Regions from separate parts of the Danio rerio genome. Here region 2 is linked to region 1. A link is a contact called in public HiChIP or PLAC-seq data. All regions are on one chromosome and are shown on one strand. The core of a region is the stretch at or near the end of the contact, and the rest is flanking DNA. Distances in the headings are between cores, read along the strand shown. Region 1 holds the start of si:dkey-109j17.5. Region 2 holds the start of tasorb (transcription activation suppressor b).

What was found. HiChIP or PLAC-seq counts read pairs in DNA pulled down with a chosen protein or histone mark.
Region 2: a contact with region 1 is called in an H3K4me3 HiChIP or PLAC-seq map of gastrula embryo, with 4 times the contacts expected there. The contact joins the promoter of tasorb here to the promoter of si:dkey-109j17.5 in region 1. A contact is called at or near these places in 2 of 4 datasets of contacts at active chromatin or transcription factors (embryo and gastrula embryo).

Annotation. Positions count from the first base shown.
Region 1 is chr23:22,103,063-22,109,470 of GRCz12tu, reverse strand. si:dkey-109j17.5 reads right to left here and starts at 3,306. Exons shown (of 2, transcript XM_021473612.2): 1 at 2,823-3,306; 2 at 1-2,392. The coding sequence starts at 2,972. The coding sequence ends at 632. vma22 (vacuolar ATPase assembly factor VMA22) reads right to left here. Exons shown (of 5, transcript NM_001013295.2): 4 at 5,547-5,720; 5 at 4,460-4,746. The coding sequence ends at 4,616.
Region 2 is chr23:22,387,469-22,393,876 of GRCz12tu, reverse strand. It overlaps tasorb (transcription activation suppressor b), which reads left to right and starts at 3,092. Exons shown (of 23, transcript XM_073938801.1): 1 at 3,092-3,513; 2 at 5,114-5,259; 3 at 5,367-5,459; 4 at 5,581-5,653; 5 at 6,256-6,347. The coding sequence starts at 3,204. asb14b (ankyrin repeat and SOCS box containing 14b) reads left to right here. Exons shown (of 12, transcript XR_012398460.1): 11 at 1-1,000; 12 at 1,128-1,319.

The DNA of each region.
Region 1 (6,408 bases), core at 2,057-4,556:
ATGTTTTACTGGGATATTATTAAAAATGGTGTATTATTGTAAGTGTTTACCTATAATAGTAGTTGTTTTTACATAATTTTGCATGAGAATAAAAGTGATAAAAAGTGAGTTGAAGACCGAACAGATAAAATATCTTATGCATCATCATTACCTGAGTGTTTCAATGCTAAATGTTCACAGCAACAAGTGATCAACCTCATTGATATTAAAATGAAAAGCAAGTCCTGTTTAGATTATGGTTTGCACGTCTGCAGTCCCAGTTCTTTTTCCCTTTTGAATGAGGAAAATAGATATAGCTGATAGTGGCGGTTGCTTACACACAGGTGCACGATGCACATGCTAGTTTATAGTCATCTGTAGTCCTTGTAGTGTGCTCAAGGGAAGTTGAGGGATGAGATGCAGTCAATCCAGGATGACAACACAGCTGAATTTGTCTGTGTTAGCTCTTTCATGTAGACTTGGTGTGTCACGGCCTTTAAGTTTAGCCTTTTCTACAATACTTAAAAAAAGGAAACATTTGCTAACTAAAGTATTTGTTTACTTTGGAGTAATTCTGCAGTTTGTATATCAGGCACGATCCCTATTTTGTATTTGAGGTGTTTGGTTTGATATCAGAACAAAGGAAATATAATTAAGACCAGAGTATCCTATAGTTAGCCTTTAAGTAAATCAGAGTGTCTAAGTTTTTTGGCAGAAATCGGCATTGGTCTGGCCTAAGAGTCTTGCTAACCGTGTTAAATATCTGGTCCACTGACGTGGTTGTTGCTGGCACAGTAAAAACTTTCTTGGCCACTTGTGAGAGCAAAGGGAAATCGATGGACTTGCGTTTCCAGTACTGTAATGGATCTTCATCCGTCGGCTCTTCGTGGAGATACGTGGACAGTTCCTGCTCCACAGTCTTGGCCTGCATAGTCGGCCTCTGCTTAATGAAAGAGAAAAGCTTGCAGCGTTTGGAAGGAGATGGCTGGGTCTCAGAGTAATGCTCTATTGGACTCAAAGTCCGAGTATGCTTTTCAACCTCTTCCAGCAGCACCTGCTTGTGCCAGTCGCTGTCACTGCTCCAGGACAGCTTGAACTGTGGGTCCAAGGTGGTGGCTGTTACATAAAGAGGATCCTCAAGAATGCCTGCCAGTCTGCGGTCCAGAGCTTGAGACAATCCCATCACGATCCCAGAGCACTGGTGAGTCACAACCTCTGCCAGATGCTTGCGCAGTCCCAACACACAGGGCAGCGCTAGGCTGATGGACACGTGCTTGTCTCCTTGCACCATGTCTGAGGCCTCCTCAAAAGGCTCCAGCACTTCAACCAGCTCCCTCAGAAGCTCTTTCTCTAAATTACCCAAGACTAGGTCATTCCTATCCACAATGTCCTCAAGGAAATCCATTGAGTCCACCATTTGGCGCAGTATCTTTAACTGATCGTTCCACTTGTCTGTGGATGAAGGTCTTTGCCAATTTGCTGAGGAGCCGAACACTTGCACAAGTTTTTCAGGAGCCACTGTAGCAATAATGTAGTTATAGAGGAGGCTTGCTTTGTTTAGAGGAAGCGATACATGAGGAGAAGCGCAAACGCCCTCCTTTATGCACTGAGCTAGTAATCGAGCAAAGCAGTCAATCCTACTTCGACCGAGACACTGATCTAAAGACCTGTGGTACTCGTTGCTACTAATGCCTTCTTTGGATTCTCCTTCTCCAGGATCTCCATTGCTACCATCTTCCTCCCCTTCTTCATCTTCTTCACCATTTCCAATTAGACTGAACCCAGGAAGACGAAAATCAGATCTGCTTTCACAAGGCAACAAGTCGGCGACCACTCTGAACACTTTTCCAGTGATGCCATGGGATTCGGAGATCTCATCAAACTCGCTGAGCATTTGCTGAGTGTTGCTGTGGTCTGGAAGGGGTAAGCAGGCTAAAAGGGCGGATCTGATGTGCCAGTCGGCGTTTATAAAGTGGCAAGTTACTCCTAGATACCCAGCACCAGAGCTGTTACCCACAGAGCTGCTTCTCCAGAGGTCAAGTGTCACACTGCAGGACTCTGCTCCTTTCAGAGCCTGCTTGGCAGCTAGTTGCACTTGTGAGACGTAAGCTGGCAGGAGCTGCTGTTGTATATAATGACATTGTACTGGTATGTATCGGGGCTCCAGGAGCTGGAGAAGTTCACGGAAACCCTCATATTCCACTATTTGCGGCGGCTGCAGGTCCCGGATGATCATCTTAGCGATAGCTTCAGAGATTAGCGATTGCCGAGGGTCGCTGTAGTCAAACTTGTTCAACCCTGCAGCAGTTTGAGGGATCATTCGACCGCTTGGAGGACCGGTACATGTCTGCATAGCCTCTCTTTTCACATCTTTCTTCCTCACAAATTCATCATACATGGCCTGATGTTTACGCTGTGAATATGACATGATTATATACAGGTAAATATATATATGCAGAATATGATATATGTAGTAATAATATAGTATTTAAAGCATACACATAAAGAACAATGGCATTTTAAGGGTTCACACTTTTTCTGGTTAATGAACATCTCTAACTTGTTTTTAATCAGTAATTACTAAAGTTATTAGTAAATAACATTTTCTTTTATTAAAAAATGTAACAAATATAATTTTTTTTAGTTTTTTTTTTTTTTACATTTTATTACTTTTTTTTCCTAGGAAATTAAATGTTTAATCAAAAAAATGTATGTCTTTATAACTACAGGATCCCAGAGAAGTGTAAATTTTGAAATGTGACCATGTTTAGATTTTTACCTCCAATTTGTTCTTGTTATTAAGACACAGAACACTGTTTATTACAAAATAAAACAACTCTTACCTTTAAATGTGTAACAAAGTTAGAAGTAACTGTCCGTTTAGCCTGAATTCTTGTGCCACAAGCTTTGCAGTTTGATTCAATTTTGCCATTTTCTCCCTCACAGACGATATTGAAGTAATCCAGAATGGAGACCCTAGATTTTGACGCCATCAGTGATCTTCTTATCTTCCCCGATATTAGCGACGACACCGTGAAAATAGCTCTTAAAATAAACGTTGATATCCTCTTGTTTTCCCAAATATCTGCTTAGCTTTGGGATTTAGGTTAATAGCCTAAACTCGGCATAGAGATAACAGGATAGAGATAGCGCGTTCACCTGATCTGATGCTGATTGCATTGTCCTGTCATTGTGAAAATATCTTCTGTTACACGTCTTGATCAAAACAAAAAAATGCACGTCCGTCAGATTTACGTGAGCGCGTAAACGTTTGTGCCCGGTTCCGTTTCAGCTGTAAACATGGCTATCCGCTAGCAGCTCATTTGCGATGAACACCAGGAAGTAGACAGCGAATGGGGCATTTATTTATTTAATTATCATGCCGCCTCTATTTGTCTGTTTTGCCGATATTATTGGACATCCACCCACTATGTGATAAAGGTTTACTTAAGCACCCACATTAAAGAACAGCTTTATTGCTCGCTTTGTGGAAACAATGTGTTAGCAATAGATTTAATGCTGTCAATGTCTATAATGTACACAACACATACACGACTGCGAGGACGCGCTTGACACTTAATGCTCGTGCACGTTTAAATCGTGAATACCTATTTTTCTGTTTTAGCAGGAACTTGTGGTATTAATAAAAGGTATCTGTTATTATAAAGCAGGGGAATTACATATAAAATAAAATGATTAATTACTATTTTTGAAAAATACAGTGCTCTGAAAACCTGAGTATATCCCATTTTGAAAATTAACATTTTGATTCATTTCTCAGAAAATATAGGCAATGTATTTTGGTGCATTTAAACAAAACAGATTTATTAAACAGATATATTAAAATAATATTTTATTCACCAAACATATTTAGAAATAGAAAGATATAAGAATAAAATTCAAGCAAAATATTGCAAAAAAAAAATCACATTTTTTGCTTTTCTTGATTTTTTTCTCTTCTTTAAACTTGTATTTAATATTTTTCTATAACATATACATTTGGGTGTACTAGTTTTCAGACGGTTATCGCAAGTTATTTTGTTAGATAAGCTCCAGATTTGGCTTTAGTACTGACTGATCTAATGTATATGCACAAATATACCATGGTATAGCTTCCTATTAAAAATATTCATTTAAAAGATAGATTTGTGAGGGGTGTAATTATATATGCTGAGCACTTTAAATTGTTCCAGCTGTGTAAGTTTATGAGGATAAATCAGTCAATTTACCTTCATTAACAGCTCTTAACTTAAATTTTACATTAAAAAAAACATGCATTTTAATAATAACATGATTCAGTCACAGAAAATAGTTGGACAATGTTTTAATTAATTAATTTATATTACTTACTGAAGAATCTGATAATTACGCACACACATACATTTATATATATAACATAACAACAAAAGCATTCATATTTAAAATGAAAAACCTGGCAGTGCAAGTTATCAAAAATGATTGACTACAAATCCAATGTAAAGTAAATATGCACATTTAATGAATTCAAGTGTGTATTACTGCTTGAAACAGGTTTTTTTTAATTGGGAAAATAGCATTGTTTATGCAATAACAGTGATGTCAAACATCCAACATATCAATAAATAATGAATATGGATGAAAAAGAAAGAGTCTGCCGTTATTCCTCTTTTACTTCCACCTGAGCCTTCTCTGTCCTCTCTTGTTTCTCCTTCATTTGGACTTGCATCTCTTTCCTTGTAGCAAGTATTGTGCTTTGCAAGGATGCAATTTCTACAGACAGAGTGATGACTGAGGGGGGGGAAAGGTACATAAAGTGTTAACATTTAAGATCAGAGTAGTAATACTAAATCAATTAATTAAATGATGCTTAAATAACTCCTAAAATAAAACATACACAATGCAAATGTTCAGCAAACCACATCAAATCAGTACAATATAAAGCAGTGTTTCTCAACCACATTCCTGAAGGCCCACCAACACTGCATATTTTATATGTCTCCTTTGTCTGTCACACCAATTACAGCTCTTTCAGTCTCTACTAATGAGCTGATGATCTGAATCAGATGTGTGTGGTTAAGAAGACATGGGAAACGTGCAGAACTGGTGGTCCTTTAAAAACGAGGTTGAGAAACACTAATATAGAAGCATACAATTAAACAGCTTAAGCAAACAGTATATATCCACCTTGTCTTTTTTTACAGCGTTTCAAATTATATATTGTACGTCCATGTTTGTGGAACTTCCATTCTAAATGCTAAATCAAGACTGCACTACAAATAAACCATATACATAGTGAAAACTGAGCAGTTTGATATGGGGTTAATTTTATATATGAAAAGAATGTTATGCTTGATATTTTATTGTGACTTTCATATTGCAAGCATATCTATTGCTTTTGTTCCTCCAAATAATTTTCTGTCTGGTAGTGCAGTAACATTAAATATACATCAGTAATATTGACTTATGAATTTTTGGAGTTCTTCATGCTCTGCTAAAAGAAATTTGTTAATTCTAATCATTTTATTTTTTTATACTTTTAATCGATGAACTGTGAGACGTATGTAAAAGATCATCACAACAGAGCTTACCCTCTTTAAAGGCAGACTGAGCTTGTTTCAGATTTTGCGGTACAAGGATCCCAAACCACTTCAAGGGATCCCTGTGTTCTGGCGTGGGTGAGTCTGTCTTTGTTTTCACTTCATCTGTCTCTTGTTCGCCTTCTTTAACCTCCTTTTGTTTGGTATGTACTCGTCTCCGAAGACCTGTCAAGAAATGATAAATCATATAATTCCTTATTATTGTTTTAAGACCATGCATGTATTATCATCAAGGCCTAATATTATTAACATTCATCAACTGCTAAATGAGAGTAAAAATCAGTCCTGGTTGCCAGTAAATTAAAGTTATTTGCCATCTGGCTGGTAATTTATGGATTTATTACTATTAATATCTTATCATTATTATCAAATCACTGCGCTTAGTTTTTACTATAAGCTTTTGATGCGAGCAGGTCATAAAAAACTGAGAATGCATTTGAGATGTTTACTTGTGGACTACATTAAAATGGTTTTATACTTGAAAGCAAAGCAATAAAATAAATAACAACACCACCAGTAATAATAGCAAGTAGATGAATTTCTATCATTTGTTCTGCCTGTTTTTAATCACATAAAATACACATTTTATTGGCTGGAACATTTCTCAAGTCAGTTGCCATAAGCAGGTGTGGCAAAAAGTTTGTTTTAGGCACTGTGAAAATGATTAGATGTAAATCAGGGTTTCTGCAGTTTCAACCAGTTCAATTTAAGACTTTTTATGGCATTTTTAAGACCATTATGAATAAAGTTTTAGACTTATACAGGACTAATTGCTAAGGACTTTTTTTTCAAATATCCCAGTTAGAAAACATTATCACTTCCCTTTAAAAAAATATTACATTTAAATAAAACA
Region 2 (6,408 bases), core at 1,843-4,342, 280 kb before region 1:
AACTGAAAATAGTCACATCAATCTTTTTCCAGAAGACCGTGCATATAACTCATTTGTAAAACAACACAATCTACATAAGATTTGCATGACTAAAATAGTTTTAAAACATAACATTAAAAGTAATGCATAACTATCTAAAAGAAAAAAATTAAACCTTCCTTCCTCCAGCGTGTTAAAGTAACTATTGATTCAGGATTTTAAAAACATTTGTTTCAGCATTTGTTTTTAGCACTGTGACTGTCTCGTGTGTACATGAACTTAAGTGGCATGCACATGCAAATGGCGGATCTGTGTGGACAAATGCGCAGATGTACAAATCTAATGGGCTACTTATCAGAATTATGGCAATTGTTGCCCTGACAAATTTTAATTAGATTAACATTTTTTAGTTTTATGCCTTACTCAGAAAATAAAAATACATATAAAAACATTTACTTTAATCAGTACTATTGGAATGTAAAGATATTTTCAACCAGCACAACAAAAAATGTTTCTGAAGACAATCACCTACTGCACCTTTAATGTGTTGTATCAAAATATTTTAGTGTCTTGTATTTTTGTAGTTTCAAAATACTGTAAAATACTTTACAAGTACTCTACTGTACATAATGACATCTTAAAAATGAGGCCTCTGATTGATGCTTTCTAGGTTATTAGCCTAAGCTTGAGATCAGAACAGAAAACTGATTTATTTTTAAAAAGGTGGTCAATGATTAGAGTGTAGATGGAAATTATGCTTAAAGAAAGTAACAGACAAATGGTGAGGGGATTTAGGAGCAAGTCAGCAACTACTGAAAATGGTATACTGAGCAATGCTAAAGACCAGAAATATACAATGGCAATATAGTGTATACAATTCAGCCTCTTTGCTTAAGAAAAGAAATGGAATAAAATATCAGTTCTGAAGAACAAGATGAGGAGCTTTAGAACATTTTCAATCTCAGTCTCAGTGCTGCAGGTGGAAATGCAGAGGAATTTTAGATATATATACTGCCCCTTCGTTCACCTATAGGGGGAGGTTATGGCCTAATGGTTAGTGAGTTGGACTTATAACTAAGACAAACACAAGTTACCTTTGGTTTACAAGTCCAACTTACTAACCTTTAGGCCACAACTTCCCCCCATAGGTGAACAAAGTGGCAGAGAAAAGTTGTTGCTGTCAAACATTGTTTACTTCCCTAAGTCGGTTTAATGGTGAAGGGATTGATTCAATAGACCTGTTGATGGAAGGTTTGCAAAGAAATGTCATGCTTCCTTGGAAAAGTATTTTGAAGTATTTTTAAAATACAAAAATACAGTGTTTTATTTTGATACATTAATGGCTGCTGTATTTTGTTGTTTATTTTAGTATATTTAAAATGTATGTATTTGGTATTCGTTTTCTTTTCGACTTATCCCTTTACCAATCTGGGCTCACCACAGCGGAATGAATCGCTAACGTATCCAGCATATGTTTCACACAGCCGATGCTCTTCCGGCTCCAACCCATCACTGGGAAACATCCATACACTCATTCACACTATGGCCAATTCACCTAAAGCACATGTCTTTGGACTTGTGGGGGAAACCGGAAAATAACAATGAAAAATGTTATCAGGATAAATAAGCAGTCATTAGTATGATTGTATGTTCGTGACAAAACACAAGTTGGGAGAAGTTGCTTGTCTGATTTATGGTTGATTTCAAGTTGTTCATGCTTATCCACATTTTATTGACATGTTTAATAGTTTGAATAAAAATAAACGGTCAGGGCATTGCTGGGTTTTCTACCATAATCTACATGATGAACCCAGATAATATATCATTCAAACTACAAATGCCAAAAATCTCTTTCTTTGTTTAAAAAATTTTAAACATCAGAAGCTGTTGAGGAAGAAATGTTGCAAAAGTGTGGAAAAAATAGATTAAGTTAAATTTATGAAATATTTAATAACAAAACTAGGCTTAGAAAAAAAATTAAATGAATTATTCAAGTTAATTAAAAGACAATAATTATTAAAACAAATAAATTAATAACAAATTAATTAAAATAGGTAACTACGTGAATACAACAATTGGTATAAAAATAGGAACATAACAGAAAGTTTTTTTGGATAACTTGTAGGCATTTTTATGATTGGATCATCGAGATCCATTGCATCATAAAGATTAAAACTCTCAGTTCTTCTAACAGACCCTGCTTTATAGGCAGTGGCAGATTTAACCAATAAGTAAGGTAAGCGGCCGCTTAGGGCCCCAGGACATCTGGGGGTCCCCAATAAATATCTAGAAGTAAAAGTTATACCTATAAACAATATATAATTTTCTATCGTATTTTGTATAGTAAAAGTCAAACAAATATTTTTTTACGTAATTAAATATTGTTTAATATACAGTTTGATATAACATTATTATAATAACATAATTTTGTGCACTAATAATATTATGAAAAAAATATCCCCCACCCTCAATCATGAAACAGTCCAGCAGTCAAATTTATAATATATATATATAATATATATATAATATATTTTTTTTAGTTGTAAAATCATTTTAAGACATCCAATTATTTAAAATGTAAAGCTTACGTTAACATAAGACGTAGAAAGTAAGATTGAGTCATATAAAAAACAGCTAAATAAATAAAAATATAATAAAAATTGAAGGGGTGCATTTTAGGACTTGAAGCCCCATAGCTGGAGTTGCTTAGGGCCTCCAAATCCCTAAAATCGCCCCTGTGTATAGGCCTACTTTTTAAATGTTCGATATCTCGATGTCAATTGTGTAATCTAAATACCTTTTTAGATTTTTTAATTCACTTTATGGAATCGTGTCACGTGATAGCTTTGTGTTGCCTACAATTCGTGAAGACGGTTTTTTTTTTTTTTTTGAATACGAGCTCAAACATATGCAGTGAGTTTTCCCACTGAGTTCCCCGTGTGTCGGCTCTATGGTTCGTTCTTGGCACCGGTTCTCCGGCGATCTGCGATCAAAGCTCTCGGTCGGTCATGGCGTCTAGACGCTGCGCGGTTCACGGCAGCGCCGCTGGAGGGCGTCAGGCTACGTGAATGTAAACAGAGTGACGCCAGAGTTTTGCAGTGGTGGGGAAGGCATACGTCACAAGCATAATGGCGGAGGCTGGTTGAGAAGGAGAATTACTCCGTGAAGCGGCAACTGAAACCAACTTCATCGCCAGCTGAAGAGGTGACCGCTGGTCCAAAAAAATGGCTTGCAATTTCAGCCAGGAGAGAAAAAGCGACAAAGAGAGCAGCAAGGCCGGCAGCCTAACCTTGGAGGATGGCGACAGCAAGAAGCAATTGTTGTCAGCCTCTAGCACGGCCACATCCAAGCAAAATGGCGATCAAGCTGGATGTGAAGACGAGCAAATGTCTGAACAAGATGCTTCTGAGCGGCGGAGGGCAGGCCTGTCGGACCTGAAAAACTGCGGTGGCTCGCCTTCAACGCTCCCGAGGTCGGCTGAGGAGCTGCCAAGGAAGAATTTTCAGATCCCGAGGAAAATCAAGGAGCGGAAAGGTTGTGTGCACCATTGCTACCACGGTTACTACCATTCCCGATATGCACTCTTTGGGTTTCACGACCTGCAAGTTCGCTAAAAGCGTGCTTTGTGCCGCTTTGGGTCATATAAATAGACCCGTATTGATAAATACACAAGGGATCTATATTACGCGCCACGTGATTTGCTTTAGAGGCTTGCACTACTGTTACTAAATGGATTTTAACGAGTGCGCCGCGTAGAGCTGCAGGTAAAGCGGCCGCTCAGATGCAACTCGCACGGCCACTCGAGGATCCGATTCCGGCCGAGTTATTCAAAGCACATCTCAAAGACGTGCGTTTTCGTCCTCATGGTTGTAAAGCTGACGGAGGCCGGTGTCATTGCTCTGCTCGCTGGCTGTACACTCCTCCTCCCATTCCGTACAGTTCTGCCCCACCACATGACACACTTCTTCCCCTCATCAATGGCAGCAGTGTGAGGTTCAGTTGACCGCTGCATTTCTCCCTTCAGTCTTTTTACGCCACGCGTTTCAAACACCTGTCAGTCCCGAACAACCGGCCTTATTTTGAGCTCCCCATTCATTCCCCATCGTTTCCTCGTTTGGCAAATAGTGGGAAAATCGTTGTCAACTTTAATGAAAGCGAAAGTTGTCAACGGAAGGTGCTTGTGTATTTATGCCTGACAACTTTCACTTTGGCCTCTTTTTTTAAAAGATTTAGCTGTTTGTTGGTGCTTTAACGTATTTTTTTGTCGTGTGGACTTTGTTTAGATGCACAATAAGCAAAACAGACACTAAATAGCTTTGTACTGAGTACTAGCTAACGTTATTTCAAATACATATTTATTAAACGTTATGTTGTTTTGGTTGGATGAATAGGTTAACAAGTTGTTAAATATTAGCTCGTGCTAATTGTTTCTGAACGTTTCCTGATTTTTCGTGAAAAAATTATTCATTTTGTGTCACTTGCTAATAATACTAATACAGCGTTGGCTATTGAAAATGCTTGTGTACATTGTAGTTTAATTGAGCTGCATTGTTCCACTTTTGGCATTTAATCGTGGCTTCATTATTACAGTTTTTGTTGTTAAACCATTGCAACGGCAGCCATTGTTTTGATACACTAACTCGTGTCACCATTGTGTTTGTATTAAATCTGTGGTTGTACAGATTATCAATTAACCCAAATGGTTACTACACATTTACTATAATGAAACTGGGTCATTTTAGGGCACAATAGGGCACATAATCTAAATTATTTCAATATTGAAAATTAAGCAAAATTGTGGACGTGCAAGCATTCTGTAATAAAATGTTGCAGTAATGAGCATGCACAATCTTGCTTTTTTAAATGGGCACTTCAAAATACTCTTTAGTCAAGTCACTGGATGTTTGCTTATTGTTTTGCATTTGTGTATGCGACACATGCAGAGAATAACATGTTTAACTTATGGTCTACTGGCAAAACAGTTCTCTGTGTACAACACTTAAGGTCGTCCATATTTCAGGATTCTTTGTAAAAAAAAAAAAACTGAAATGTAACATTATAATGCCATATACCTGAGAGTATCTCTTGAATTTGATGTTTTTCTGATTTAATGAGCTTTGTCTTCTCTCTCCAGGTCTCTTTCAGCACTTGCCTCCAGAGTCCAGAGAGTTTGAAGACGTCGTGAAGCTTCTGTCCACGTTCTACCTGGACGCAACATCTCGAGCGACTTTCAACTACACCAAAGCTTCTCTCATTCACAACGAACTGTTGGAGAAAGAGGTGAGTGCTGAGTCAAGTTAACAGCATTTTTGTTTGCAGACTTGATGAATAAAATTATCCTCGAGCCACTTAAGATTATAATTTTTAAAAATGATTTGTCTTCATAGTTCATCGAGAAGAAAAGGGAACTCAAGCAGAATGGCAGGACAGAGGCAGAACTTGCAGAATCCTATGCTTTTCTGCTGTCTGATAGGAATAAGGTGAGGCTGTGTTAATGTCTGCTCCGTAGTTTTACTTCAACCTGTTTAAATGTAATGGCTAGTTATAACTGCTATTTAAAGTGTGTCTAAAACAAAACTAATATGTTGTCTTCTGTTCTAGGTTCACTTTATCTGCGAAAAGGGTCTTTCTGTGGGACATTCGCGGATTAACAATCTAGGAAACTCTGCCAAAGGTAAATGTTGTGCTTTAAAAGAGTCAGTTTGGCTATACTCGTTTTCTTGGGAGGAATTTGTTTTACTGTGGTCACTTGATCTTGTGGTTTTGGACTAGTTGAATTGGTCAGGGCCAAAATGATCACTGCTCTGTACTTTCTTGTACTAGGCCAAATACATGTTCATGCATCAAACTCACTACAGTCATTTATATCTGAGTGGATAAATGTTTTGTAAAGAAACATCTGTTTCATATATTGGTCAACCCCTCTTACCTCTTTCTATTTTCAGAGCATGTTTGAGGTCTTGGAAGTAACATTAGGTTCATTTTGTTCTTGGCATAGTGATTTCTAATTTACGATGATCTTTGTGCAGTTTACTAAAGCAGTTCATTTGTGTTTTAAAGATATTTAAATGTTGTAAATGTGAGTAGGATCATTTTAACTGGTGAAGTGAAGTAGTTTCTGCAAATATTTAATCTGAGCAAACACGGCATGCTCTTAGAAGAGACTCTACATTCTAAATAGATTGCTAACAAATTTCTTTGGATTACCCTAGGGCTTGTTTTTGTGTCTCACAGAACGTCACCCCAAGTAACTCTTCCATCCTTTTCTATTTTTAGGGGTTTACCTTTCGAAATACTCTGATTTGTTACAAATGAATCCATTTGAAGTAGGTGCTGCAGGAGAGATAATATTATTTAAAGTCATGAAGGTAAGGAGGTATAACAGCTAGAGTTATCAAGCATTAAATGTAATTTATTTTAATTTCAATG